2 separate regions of the Callithrix jacchus genome follow, and region 2 is linked to region 1. Evidence: chromatin contacts called from public Hi-C data. All regions are on one chromosome and are shown on one strand. The core of a region is the stretch at or near the end of the contact, and the rest is flanking DNA. Distances in the headings are between cores, read along the strand shown.

Region 1 (6,840 bases), core at 2,602-5,101:
GTCAGTTTCCCCGTCTGTAAAATTGGAGTCATGCCTTTCTCCTATGGCCAGTGAGACTAAATTAAATGATGTCTGTCAAGACACCCGAAACTCCTGGCACAATTTCGGTTGTCTTTAAGTGGTCACAGTTGTCATTAGATGGAAGTCGACAGCCCAGTCATTCTAAAGGCGCCCATATACTCCAAGATCCAGATTACAAACCTGATAGTTTATCATATACAGCGAGTAAACACATAACACACCTTTGCCTGCATTTACATGCATTTTACTGACCATGTTTTACACAAGTCCGCGTGCACATCTGCACGTTTGTGCATTCTGAAGTATTTACCAAACACCTGCCAAGGGCCAGGACCCATCCTCTGCACCCAGCGTGAACTGTCCTGGACCCGTCCCGGGAGCCGCGGTTCCCACCAGCCGCGCTGACCCTGGACGACTCTTGGAGCTGTGTTGTGAAAAAGACACACCATTTGCTTGCAGAGTTCTGACTTCTAAGGGGTCATGTCCCACACGTTTGGGAGCCAAACGCTGTTCTTCAGGAGCGATGGCTGCAATGCCTTTTTCTTTCCCTTCCTTTCCGGTGCCCGGAGCCTTGCCTCCCACCGCCACCCCTGGTTAGCTCTGCACTAGAACGTCGTTCTGTTTGGCAGCCAGGCCGAGACGCAGCCTGAATGTGAGCAGGAACTCGGAGAAGGGAAGGGAGAGAACCAGAAAGAAGGCCCGGGAGGGACCCGGGAAGCAGTGGGAGGTCTGCGTCCCGGAGCCCGGAGAGAGCCGGCCGGTTGGGCACCGGCTCCCCCCGCCCCGGCCGCCCAGAGGTCCAACAAAGGCCGGCTCCGACACGCACCCGGTCTTTTGTGGGGAGAGAAACACAAAGAAGAGGGAAAAACACGGAGGAGGCCCACAGCACCAGTACGCGGAGGCCAGCCAGGAACTCCCGCAGCCGGGGCCCATTAGCCTCGACAAGTGAGCACTCCATTCCCCAGGAAAGGACCCCAGTTTCGCGCGCCGGTGGGAACCGCGGTGCCTGGGACCCGTCCAAGACGTCTACCGCGGGGCTCGAGACGCAGGACCCGGACAAGTGCTGGGGACGCCTCCAGGACGCACCCGGGCAAGTTCGGGCAGCGGGATGTAATTTCTGGTTATTCCTGGGAGAGGGTGGGGAGGCACAGAAGATACAGCGAGAGGTACTGAGCATCCGATTGGCACCAGGGCTTAGGGAGCCCAAAGGGAACACAAACTTCCCCCACTTCCCAAGCTACTCTGGCGAAAGGAGGATGTTTGGACGAGGCCGCCGATTGAAGAAGGGGCTAGCAGCAGCACAGAGCAGCAGCCTGTGCTCCCTGCGTGGGGAGTGAGGACAGCGAGGTGCCACTGCACAGCCCCAGAACATCCACGGCCGCCTAGGCCAGGTGGTGAGGGACAGGCTAGGGCCTGGAGCGTCCTACGACCGTGCATCCACGCGGAAACCTGGCTAGCAAGCCAGCTCTCCTGCCTTCGGACTCTGCCTTCCAGGTCCTAGACTCGCGCCGTGCCAGGACGGGCCCCTCGACTTTCACCCCTGACTCCCAACTCCAGTCACTGGACCGAGTGTGCAAAGAACCTCAGACCGCGTGCTCTCACCGCCGCAGGCCAGACGCAGGACAGACACCAGTGGGCAGCAACGAAAAAGGAAACAGCGTTCCGGGACACGTGCCGGCGGCTGGACTAACCTCAGCGGCTGCAACCAAGGCGCGAGCACGCTGCGCCTGCTGCTGTTTATTAGCTACACTGGCAGGCGCACAACTCCACGCCCCAGCTGGTGGCCCCACAGCGCTCACCTCCACACAAATCCTCCCTGTGGTTGGCAGGGTAGGCCTGAAGGAGGCATCTTCAAATGCCGAGCCCTTTCTGATCCCCACCCCCGCTCCCTGCGTCGTCCGTGTGACAGATTCTACTAATTGAACGGTTATGGGTCATCCTTGTAACCGTTGGACGACATAACACCACGCTTCAGTTCTTCATGTTTTAAATACATATTTAACGGATGGCTGCAGAGCCAGCTGGGAAACACGCGGATTGAAAAATAATGCTCCAGAAGGCACGAGACTGGGGCGAAGGCAAGAGCCGGCTGGGCTGCTAGCGTAGACCTCAGAGGGAGACGTATCTAGAACTAGGGGCAAAAACGTGGGTTTCTTTCTGTATTTGTTTATTTTGTAAGTTTGCTACTTGAAGACCAATTATTTACTATGCTTATTTGTTTGCTTGTTTTAAAAATCGTACTTGCACATTAAAAGCTCCCCAGCGCGGAAGCAACCCGAAGATCCTCACACTCCCTAGGAGACTGTGTGACTGTATGCGCGAGCTCTCAGTGTCAAGCGCTAGCATTCGAAATCTGCAGAAACAAATTTCTGAATTCGAAATGTACGGGTGTGGGAAATTCAGCTCGGGGAACAAGTTATAGGTGGGGGAGACAGGCGGCTGGCTGCCTGTACTGTAAGGAACTGCCAACGCCAGCATCTGTAGGGCTGCTCTGTAAAGGCTTAGCAATTTTTTCTGTAGGCTTGCTGCAGTCAGTCTTGAGTTTTTCCATCTGTAAAATGGGTGAATGCATCCATACCTGTTACCTCAGTGAGGTGCTTCTCCAGTTGGGGCTTAATTCCTCATCGTTAAGAGTTTTCAGGTTTCAGAGCCAGCCTGCAATCAGGAAAACGTGTCCTAACACGGTCGCGAGGGGTTTGATCTCGCTCTCGGGCCCACAGCATGGAGAAGCCTTGCCCAGGCCTGAGGCTTCTCTTTGCAGTTCCAGAAAGCAGGTGACTGGGGCGGAAGGCTCTTTACTAAGCTTTTACAGCAGTCCCTGCTTGGACTACAGATGCCAGCATTGCCCCTGCCCCAAGGCGTGTGAGGATCACAAAGAGGATGCTGAAATTTACTATCATCCGGCTCCCCTGCTAATAAGTGGAGGGGTGTTTAAGTACAGTCACGACTCTGTCCTTGTGCTGGTGCAGTTACTGTACGGAAATAACCCGTCCCTGTACCCACACCATCCTCAACCTAAAGGAGAGTTGTGATTTCTTTTAAGACTTTTCTGGAGTCCGTCCCCTCCTGGCTTGCCCGCCCTCTGCCCCTCAAGGCCCTGCCCCCAGCTGGGGGCGCTACCGGCCGCCCGCGGAGCTGCAGCCACAGCAACCTCCTATAGGCGCAAGGAGAGCGCTAAGAAAGTGAGGACTTTGTGCCTGGACATGGTTCACATTTGGGGCCCCAAATGCCCGCGTGTTGATGAAACCCGTGAGATGGAAACAGGGGGTGAGAAACCAGAGAGAGGAAGAGCTAGTGAGGAGACTCCAGCCCCGGATCCTGGGTCGCCAGGGTTATCCGCGCGCATCCCAAAAGCTGCGGCTGCGTGCGGCATCAGGTTAGATTGTTAGACTCTGCAGGGTCCCCGTCCCATCCCATCCCCCAGCATGACTCCGTTGTGGCCGTATTTTTACAGAAATTTCACTATGTTCCCTTTCTCCCTGGGTCCCCAGCTTGCTCAGCCCTCTCTCCATCCCCCTGGAGCCCGCCCTTCTCCTCCCCCTAGCCTCTCACTGCCTCCTTGGGTCCCTCCTCCAGTCCCTCCCCAAGAATCTCCCGGCACAGGCACCCATTGGTTGTGCGCTGGGAGGAGGCGTGTGCCGGGCCTGGCAAGTTTCATTGAGCGGAATTAGCCCGGATGACGTCAGCTTCCCAGCCCCCCGGCGGGCCCAGCTCATTGGCGCTGCAGCCCCTCCAGGATTCTCACATTGTTCCCCGCCCCCGCCCCGGCCACCGCTGCCGCCGTCGCCGCTGCCACCGGGCTATAAAACCGGCAGAGCCTGGAAAGGTGCGGATGCTTATTATAGACCGACGCGACACCAGCGCCTAGTGCCAGGTTCTCCGCTGAGGCTTTTAGGAGCGAGCTCCTCAAAACGCATCCACAGTAAGTGTCCCCGCCCCCAGCAGCCCCAGCCTAAATCCCAGGGACCGACGCTCCTCAACTCGGCTGTGACCCAGAATGCTCCGATGCCGGGAGTCTGGGTCCCTCCACTGCGGGACAGTACTCCAGAACGACTTTGCTGTTCCGTCCTTCCCACACTCACCTCTGCATTCCCCTCGCCAAAAGCGAGAAGTCCGGGCGACCAAAGCTCCTGCTGCCCAAGCCCCAGTCAGCTGGTGAGCCCCCGTGGTCTCCGGACGCAGCGCGTGGAATCCGGGCCCCAGGCCGGGGCTGGGTGCCTGTGCGTATGCATGTGTTTGCTGCGCGGTGTCGACGGAGATGAGGTGGATCCGTTTAAGGAACCAAATCATTAGTTCCCTATTTAGCTCTTCACCCTCCCCAAAGAAAGGCCCTCACTTCCCACTAGTTTATTCCGGCCCGGGAGGCTCAGCTTTCCCATTCCTAACTGAAAGCATGAAGCCTCTAGAATGCCACCCGTACCGCGAGGGTCACCAACGCTCCCTGAAATAACCTGTTGCATGAGAGCGCAGGGGAGATGAAGAGAACTTAATTGTAGGTACGCGCGTGCCGCTAAAAGGAAGGCTAGAGAGGTAGTAGCGAGGGGGACCAGAAGCCACGCGCCACCTGTGTCTGGACCCCACGCTGCGGTACTGCGGTGCAGGCGGGAGCAGCTTTTCCGTCTCACTCACTGATCTCTCTCTCTCTCTCTCTCTCTCTCTCTCTCTCTCTCTCTCTCTCTCTCTCTCTCTCTCTCTCTCTGTCTCTCTCTCTCCTCCTCCTCTCCTGAAGTTTTCGGGTCCCAGGGAAGGAAACCCCCGTGAAAGCTGCGACGACTATCCTTCCCCGGGGCCATGGACTCGGACGCCAGCCTGGTGTCCAGCCGCCCGTCGTCGCCAGAGCCCGATGACCTTTTTCTGCCGGCCCGGAGTAAGGGCAGCAGCGGCAGCGCCTTCACTGGGGGCACGGTGTCCTCGTCCACGCCGAGCGACTGCCCGCCGGAGCTGAGCGCTGAGCTGCGCGGCGCTATGGGCTCCGCAGGCGTGCATCCTGGGGACAAGCTAGGAGGCAGTGGCTTCAAGTCATCCTCGTCCAGCACCTCGTCGTCCACGTCGTCGGCGGCCGCATCGTCCACCAAGAAGGACAAGAAGCAAATGACGGAGCCGGAGCTGCAGCAGCTTCGTCTCAAGATCAACAGCCGCGAGCGCAAGCGCATGCACGACCTCAATATCGCCATGGACGGCCTGCGCGAGGTCATGCCTTATGCGCACGGCCCTTCGGTGCGCAAGCTCTCCAAGATCGCCACGCTGCTGCTGGCGCGCAACTACATCCTCATGCTCACCAACTCGCTGGAGGAGATGAAGCGACTGGTGAGCGAGATCTACGGGGGCCATCACGCTGGCTTCCACCCGTCGGCCTGCGGCGGCCTGGCGCACTCCGCTCCCCTGCCCGCTGCCACCGCGCACCCAGCAGCCGCAGCGCATGCCGCACATCACCCCGCGGTGCACCACCCCATCCTGCCGCCCGCCGCCGCCGCGGCTGCTGCGGCCGCTGCCGCAGCGGCAGTGTCCAGCGCCTCTCTGCCCGGCTCAGGGCTGTCGTCGGTCGGCTCCATACGTCCACCGCACGGCCTGCTCAAGTCTCCGTCTGCCGCCGCAGCCGCCCCTCTGGGAGGCGGGGGCGGCGGCAGCGGGGGCAGCGGGGGCTTCCAGCACTGGGGCGGCATGCCTTGTCCTTGCAGCATGTGCCAGGTGCCACCTCCGCACCACCATGTGTCGGCCATGGGCGCCGGCAGCCTGCCGCGCCTCACCTCCGATGCCAAGTGAGCCGACCGGCGCCGGCGCGTTCTGGCGAGAGGGAAGCCCGGGGGGCGCGGGGAAGCGAGGACTGGCCGGTGCTGGGCTCGGGAGCTCTGTCACGGGGAGGGGCGCAGGGCCGTGGACTGGGGGTGGGAGATGGTGGGGACTCCAGCATCTGGGAACCCAAGCAATGGGGGCATGCACAGAGCAGTGGGGAGTGAGGGGGATGTTCGCTCCAGGACCTGATCAAGCCCTCTCTGGCTTTAATCTGCGCTGGTCCGGTAGACACCGTTTTATGAAAAGGTACCGCTATGTACATTCCTCACTCGAACTCCGCCCGACCTCCGGGAAAAAGATTCTAAAAACTGGTTTCCCTGAGAGCATGGCCGGATTTCCAGACTTGGCCCGGGCCTCACTTCTTGGGGGAGGAGAGCGTAAAGGGAGGGGGACATGTGGGAACTTGCTCCCCTTCCTACTTTCTTGGCCTGTGGGAGACTCCCGGTAGCCCCGTCGCAGAAGCAACCGCCTGGCCGCGCCCAGCAGGGTCGTCCCTGGCCCAAGGCCAGGGGCTGCAAGTTAGTTAGAAGCCGGCGTTTAGTACCAGAAGCACTTACGGTCATATCCAATCTCAATATCTGGGTCAACTCACACCCTCTAAGAACTGTGGCTGCTCCTTCCTGTCTCTCGTTGATTTGGGAGAATACGGTTTTCTAATAAATGTGTGGATGTTCTTTCTTCAACAGGATGAGCACGTTTACAGACATTCAGAGTAGAGCCACCTGTGGATTGGAATAACCCCGAACTGCCGATTTTAGGGGCGGGTGCATTTTAGTTATTTTAAAATAGAAACTACCCCACCGCCTCATTTTTCCTTCTCTAAGCACAAAGCGATTTGGTTATTTTGATACCTGAGGACTTAACAGAATTAAAAGGCAGTTGCTGTGAAAACAGCTTGGGTTATTTGCGGGTTCTGTTGGCTGTTTAAAAGTTTCTTTCTTGGATGTGTAAATATATCAGTGCTGAGGTAAGTGCGCGATGCTAAGCTGTTTGCTCATGTGACTGCCAGCCCCACCTGAATCTAAG
Region 2 (6,346 bases), core at 1,587-4,086, 97 kb after region 1:
GCTTCTCTTGTGATAGCAGTCACTGGTATGGCAACAGGTTGACAGTCCCTGGCCAAAACTCTAATGGGGGTGGCATGTTTCTGCAGAAACCCAGCAGAGGAGCAGGTACCCCTAATGTGCCCTCCTTCCTGGTAGCAAGCAGTGTCCCCCGGCTGGAAGAGCTGCCTGTTTGGGGCAGGCTTTCTAAATATAAAAATGTCAGCGGCTGGCTGGAGGGCAGAGGACACCTGGAACCTGATCCTGGGCACAGCAGGCCCTTGCAACCCCATCAGATCGGAGTACACAGGCCACATGTGGTAAGAAGGTGTCTCTCCACCTGACTGGCCCCAAATATGAGAAGAGAAGTGGGGCAGGCAGACTCTTCCTTGTTTTGGTGACAGGCACATGTCTGTGGTCAGGAGCCATGGAGACTCATTCCACAGACTGCAAAGCCACCCAGCCATCTGGCCCAAGCTCCTATGACCTGAAGAACCTGCTTTGCCCTGTTCCCGCAGAACCAGCAGCCCAGACCACAGAGGGCTCACATTATGTTAGCAAATGAAGAAATGCTTTGACAAGAATAGACAAATTGTCATCTATTTTAAAGATTTACTTCTAACATAGAAACACAATGAAAATCTAGCTGTATTATCTACGGAACAACTACAGGGCTTGCAAAAAAAAAAAAACCTCTTTGATCGTGCATGTCCGCGTGGTCTGGCGTGGGAGAGGTGCAAGCCATGAGTCATGTTTCTAGGACCTTATGCACAGCTGCGTTCTGGGTGAGCCCCTAAAGTCTAGGTGTGAGGCTTGGGGAAAGTCAGGCAACGCCTCTCCTGACCCTCCCTGTATTGGATCTGATGTTTCTTCCATGAACTGGGAAGTTCAAGTTCCCCAGAATCTGGCTTTGGATAAGGGGAAGCAGGAACAACTCTACTTTTTCTTTTTTCTTTAGGAGTCTTGCTCTGTCACCCAGACTGGAGTACAGTGGCACAATCTCAGCTCACTGCAACCTCCACCTCCCCAGTTCAAGCAATTCTCTGCTTCAGCCTCTTGAGTAGCTGGGACTACAGGTACGCACCACCATGCCCGGCTAATTTTTGCATTTTTAGTAGAGATGGGGTTTCACCATCTTGGCCAGGCTGGTCTTGAACTCCTGACCTCATGATCCACTTGCCTGGGCCTCCCAAAGTGCTGGGATTACAGGTGTGAGCCACCACACGCCTGGCCCACAACTCTACTTTTATATGAAGCTGAACATTTGTCCAAAATTGCTTCCTTGTTGCTGTGCCACCTGGGGACATGAACCAAGTCAGATGGGGCTTCATTTTGGCATCAACACCCTACATCCATTTCATTCAGTCAAAGTCTCTCTGCCCTCCTGTTACTGGTTCAGTCCCTGCGAAGAAACGGAATTGTCCTCTCTTCCGAGTGTGGCCCGTTCACTCACCCAGGCCCACAGGATCCCCTTGAAGGCTCCCCTGCCACCCCACACCCACCCCATCTGGAAATTATCAAGTCCTTATGGACTTTGCTCTGTATTCATTCACAAACAATGTAAGATTCCATTTTTTTAAGAAATGAATAGAAATTCCTGGCATCACCATATCAGGGCGTCTGTTCTACGCCAACTCAGTAATTGCCCCGTTTCTAGTGCTTTTTTTTTCTCTACCAAAACCAACTTAAGCTGATTACCGCCATCTCAAGCAACCTCACTGGGCTCCAGATATATCCATTTAATATGGCCAAGACAAGCAGCCAACTGCCGTTTTCAAAAGACGATCTGACAGATTCTATTCACTTTCAAAGTAGCTCTCCACAGCCAGAATAATTATCTTTCATTTCCCCCATTCTGACACCTTTCAATGATTTGTTGACATCTGAAGAGTTATGGGCAATCTTAGAAGAGGCAGCTGGACTTCCCACCCCCAAAGATACAAGTACAAAAAGGATTCCCATACAGCATCTGAAATAACTCTGTTCTTTGCAAATGGATATTCAGATCTGCATGTTAATAGGGACACTTTTATCTTTCAATATAACCTCAAAAAAGAAGGGGGGACAGTATCCCTTTAACTTGTTCACTGCCAACTCAAGAAAATACACCTTTCCCTTAAAATCAGGGTTCCCTCCCTTGACCCATAAAACCAGAAAAATGCAGATAATGCTGAGTTTTCAAACATCTCCTGTTTGCTGCAGTCCTCAGTCGAGAGGGAACAGCAGGAGAAACCCGAACGAATGGCCAGGGGCCGCCACTGCTTCATCCGCTGCCAATGAGGTTTAAGTGAGCATCACTGGAATAATGTCTATTAATAATTTGCACTTCTATAGCCCTTTGAGGGTGTCTCTAAGTGCCCTCCCGCGAACACAGGCCTTGCTTGCAGGGAAAGAGCTCCACACAGGAAAGAGCCTCCGGCCTTTGGGCACAGTGTCCCCCAGCTGATGCCCTAGCACAGAGAAGCACTCTGTCTTTAAAACTCAGCTAAATGGGGACTGGGAGAGTTTTTTTTTTTTTTTTTTTTAAGGATATATGTAATATATATATAATGTGATTACAAATATAGGACCCATCACATGCGGGACACACAGGATAAATATGGAATGCAATATCTTCAGATTGTTTTCTTTCTCTATTTTTTCTATTTCTCTCCTGCCCCCCGCAACACACAAAATCTGAGGACTTTCGTTAACTATTTTAGTAGTCTATCAAACCAAGTGCCTGGTAGATTCCAGTATGAGAGAGTAGTGACAATGGCTGCATGAAAGGATCAGATGCAGCCATGATCGTTTTCGGAGATAAATAAACACGAAGGCAATAGTGAAGGAAAGTGAACGAGCACGCAGCAGTTCGCAGCCTGGACCAATCACAGTGATGCCTCCTGCGGCGGCCTGGACCCTCTGCACTGTCGGGAGGGAGAGAGGCCGGACAGGCAAAGGAGAAAAGCCGCCGTGGGGATCAGTTTCTGTTCCGAGAGTACAAAGCAGAGTGGGGCTGCTGGCTGGGGTTGAAGCCACTGGTTTGGGTCTTCCAGCGCTAATCAGATCGTCCCCCAAAGAGGGAAGTCTTTAAGGAACTAGAATCACAGACCACATCTGCGGGTCACTTCTTTTCCCCCTGAAACCTTCCGGTCACAGTCCCTCAATCAACAGCGCCCCTTACTGGCCAGTGGGTACTGGTGCTTCTCGGACAACCGTTGACAACCTGGAAGTGGACATCTATCTGCATCATCTCCAGTTACAGAATTTTGAACACACTGCCAAGAGCAGCTCTTGCAATCCCAGCTCAAGGCTCATGACCATCCCTCTGTCTTGAACTTGGTGTCCGCAAAGTCAGGTCTCTCTGTCGGAGTTTTATCATCAGGGGAATAAACATCTTCTCCCAAGAGACCAATAACCACAAATACTCTGTGTGTGGTCTTAGCAGATCCAAAGCGTCAAGAAGCCTTCATCAAGATCAGACACTGCGACAGGAGAATCCTGTCCTCTGCAAACAGAATAGATGTAGAATCGAAGTGGTTGAAGTCACAGAACGGTTATTAAAAAACAAAGAGGCACTGGCCTTTTTCAAACACCTTCCTGGACTTCTCCAAAGAAACCCTCCTGGTGAAAGTGCACAGGATTCATTAGCAATCATGCTGGGTCAGCTGATGACTGAGGCTGGCACAGGCGGCGACAGAGCAGGTGGGCAGAGTTGACCTGGGTTATTTTAGGTGAGGGAGGTGGCACAGAGGGAGACAGAGAGGTGAAGGGAGTTTCTTTTGGTTGAGGAGCTTCATTTCTGCTTTCTTGCTGGTGAGGATTCATTTCCCCTGGGTAATTTCAAGTTTGTAAGAACTTGGGAATTCCTCAGAGAGAAAGCATCGTTGCAAATAAAAAGAACAGGCCGCAGCACTAGCGATGGTGGAGAAAGTGATCAATGCCGTACCTTTAGATTCTTGGGTTTTTAGCTGGGTAGGGGTTTTAGGCCCGTTGGAAAGTTGCTTCTCATCTGCCCGGCTCTAGCTGGGGTTTCCCATGTGTTTGTGTGTCTAGCATGTGTTGTTCCCAGCACTGCACTGCGAGTCTCCATGTGTTCATTCATTTAAATCTCACTACAGCCAAATGCATGAATTCATTCATTCTGAATCCACGTGTTTAATCAAGAAAGTTTTACAATGCCCACCCCTCTCCCTTGGAAAACGGGATAGCCTAGCAGACTGCTTGGGGTCAGGATTCTTAATCCCTTTCATGCCATTGTCAATATATTGAACCCAATTCAGGAATCAGCAACAACTTTCCATGCCTGCTCCATCAAGTCTCATTTCCTCTCACTCAAAAAACCTTTCAAAATGCTCTTTATAATGCTCCCACTTCCTCTTCTTCTAGCTGCACCTCCACCTCTCCAAACAAATGTAGAATCCCAGTAGCAGTGGGTCGAGTATCCTGAGTGAGACGGGAGCTATCATTCGTAATCAGTGTTGCTGTTGCCTAGTGAGACACAATGCAGGCTGGGCTCAATGGCTCACACCTATAATCCCAGCACTTTGGGAGGCCAAGGTGGGTGAATCACAAGCTCAAGAGATCGAGACCATCCTGGCCAACATGGTGAAATCCCGTCTCTACTAAAAATACAAAAATTAGTTTGGCATGGTGGCTCTCACCTGTAGTCCCAGCTACTCGGGAAGCTGAGGCAGGAGAATCGCTTGAACCCAGGAGACAGATGTTACAGTGAGCCAAGATTGCACCACTGCACTCCAGCCTGGAGACACAGCGAGACTCTGTCTCAAATAAAAACAAAAACAAACAAAAAGACACATTGCACCCCACAGAATATACACATTACCTTTGCTTCAACTTTGGGTGACATACTGAGTCTTCACCACACACAGAGTCTGCAGGTAGGTGGAGATCATGAGAGCGCAAAGAACAAAAGAATATACACAAATCCATTCCTTACACATCTCTGTTGGCTGGAGGCAGACCTCACAATCTAAACTGAAACCTGATTGGCTAAAAATTTAAAATTTTTCTAAACAGGTAAAAGCAATGGAGAGCTGGGACACGCCTGTGAGCACGTCCAGCACAGATATCTTGGTTAAAGTACATAGAATGTACTACGTGCCTGTAAGCCTGGCATGTCTAACAGCTACGTAGGATAGGGCTTCTCGAAGTTATTAGCACACTTATTCTTTAACAAGAAATTAAATTTGGAAAGGAAACTTTAAAAGGGAACTTTTCTACTTCCCCCACTATGCAAATATCCCATTTCTCATCAGACTCCCCTCGCTGTTTTTAATATCCACCAGTGTCTCTTGGTTGGATGACTATGATGGTTGCCAATGAGTGATTTTCTAATTTCCTCACTTTCCCTGTATTTATCAGTTGGAATTATTCATCTTTTTTGTAGAGATGGGATCTCACTCTGTTGCTCAGGTTGGTCTCAAACTCCTGGGCTCAAGCTGCCCTCCCACCTCGGCCTCCCAAAGTGTTGGGATTCAGTTGTGAGCCACTGTGCCCCACCATATTAGTTGGAATTCTGCTGTAAGAACAAGCTTTTACTTTTTCCACTTATAGATTCATCTGTTTGTTTATGTCAGTAGGAACTCAAAAGTTCTCATTGTATTTACCAGGTGACACTCTGCTCCTATCATCATTCGTTTTTATGCCCCAGTTGTCCCAGGTCTGGCTGGTAGGAGCTCCTTCACTCTGGCTTCTGGGTTCTCTGGACATGTGCCTATGGTTCTTTGAGCCCTTCTTTACTTCCTGGCACAAGATGTTCTAATTTCATCTTGTATTTTCCCTGACTTCGCACCCAGCCCTGGAATCAGCCACTTTTCCACGGAGTTTGAGTTCCTTTAAAGGGGGACTTTAGGAACCAAGATCTGAGCACTGATGTGTTGTCTGCTCCTGGGCGGCACTGTTCCCAGGCCCTCCCAGTGACCGGAGCCAGGATACATTATATATGAGTTTATACCGACACTTCCAATTTCAGTCCCACAGCAAAGGGCTTATCCTAGGATTTTTCCTTTCTACATGTGTAACTCCCTTCATCAACGAGAAACCTGGTTCCTTCATTGGCCTTAATATATATGATGTTCATCAGGTCCAGAAACAGTTAAATATACACAATATCATTAAAGCCATCTCCGATCTGTAAAATCATCACTGTAACATTGTTTTCTATGCTTTCAGACTCTACAGACCCCTGTATTGGTTACTGGACCTGTCCTTCAGTGTGTAGACATTGCCACCATGGCACCCTCACAGCCTGCCAGGCACTCTCACAGCCCCCGCCATGCCACATTCTCCTAATCACATACTCCCCGGGAGTATCACACTGCCACGATCGCTGCCCCCCTCCCTCACTGCTCTGGCATCGCTCTAATTC

What was found. A called contact is a pair of places that touch in the nucleus more often than the background predicts.
Region 2: a Hi-C map of skeletal muscle shows a contact between it and region 1, with 2.6 times the contacts expected there. The contact joins the enhancer-like site here to the promoter of OLIG2 in region 1. A contact is called at or near these places in 2 of 3 Hi-C or Micro-C datasets (induced pluripotent stem cells and skeletal muscle).

Annotation. Positions count from the first base shown.
Region 1 is chr21:39,075,179-39,082,018 of calJac240_pri, forward strand. OLIG2 (oligodendrocyte transcription factor 2) reads left to right here and starts at 3,852. Exons shown (of 2, transcript XM_035283055.3): 1 at 3,852-4,176; 2 at 4,751-6,840. The coding sequence starts at 4,813. The coding sequence ends at 5,784.
Region 2 is chr21:39,172,900-39,179,245 of calJac240_pri, forward strand. The region is part of intron 1 of LOC118149919 (a long non-coding RNA gene); the gene reads right to left. Among named protein-coding and RNA genes, the nearest start is that of OLIG1, 51 kb to the left of the region's middle. Within about 2 kb of position 2,837, at least 2 of the 16 cell types and tissues checked have an H3K27ac peak or open chromatin away from gene starts, as enhancers often do.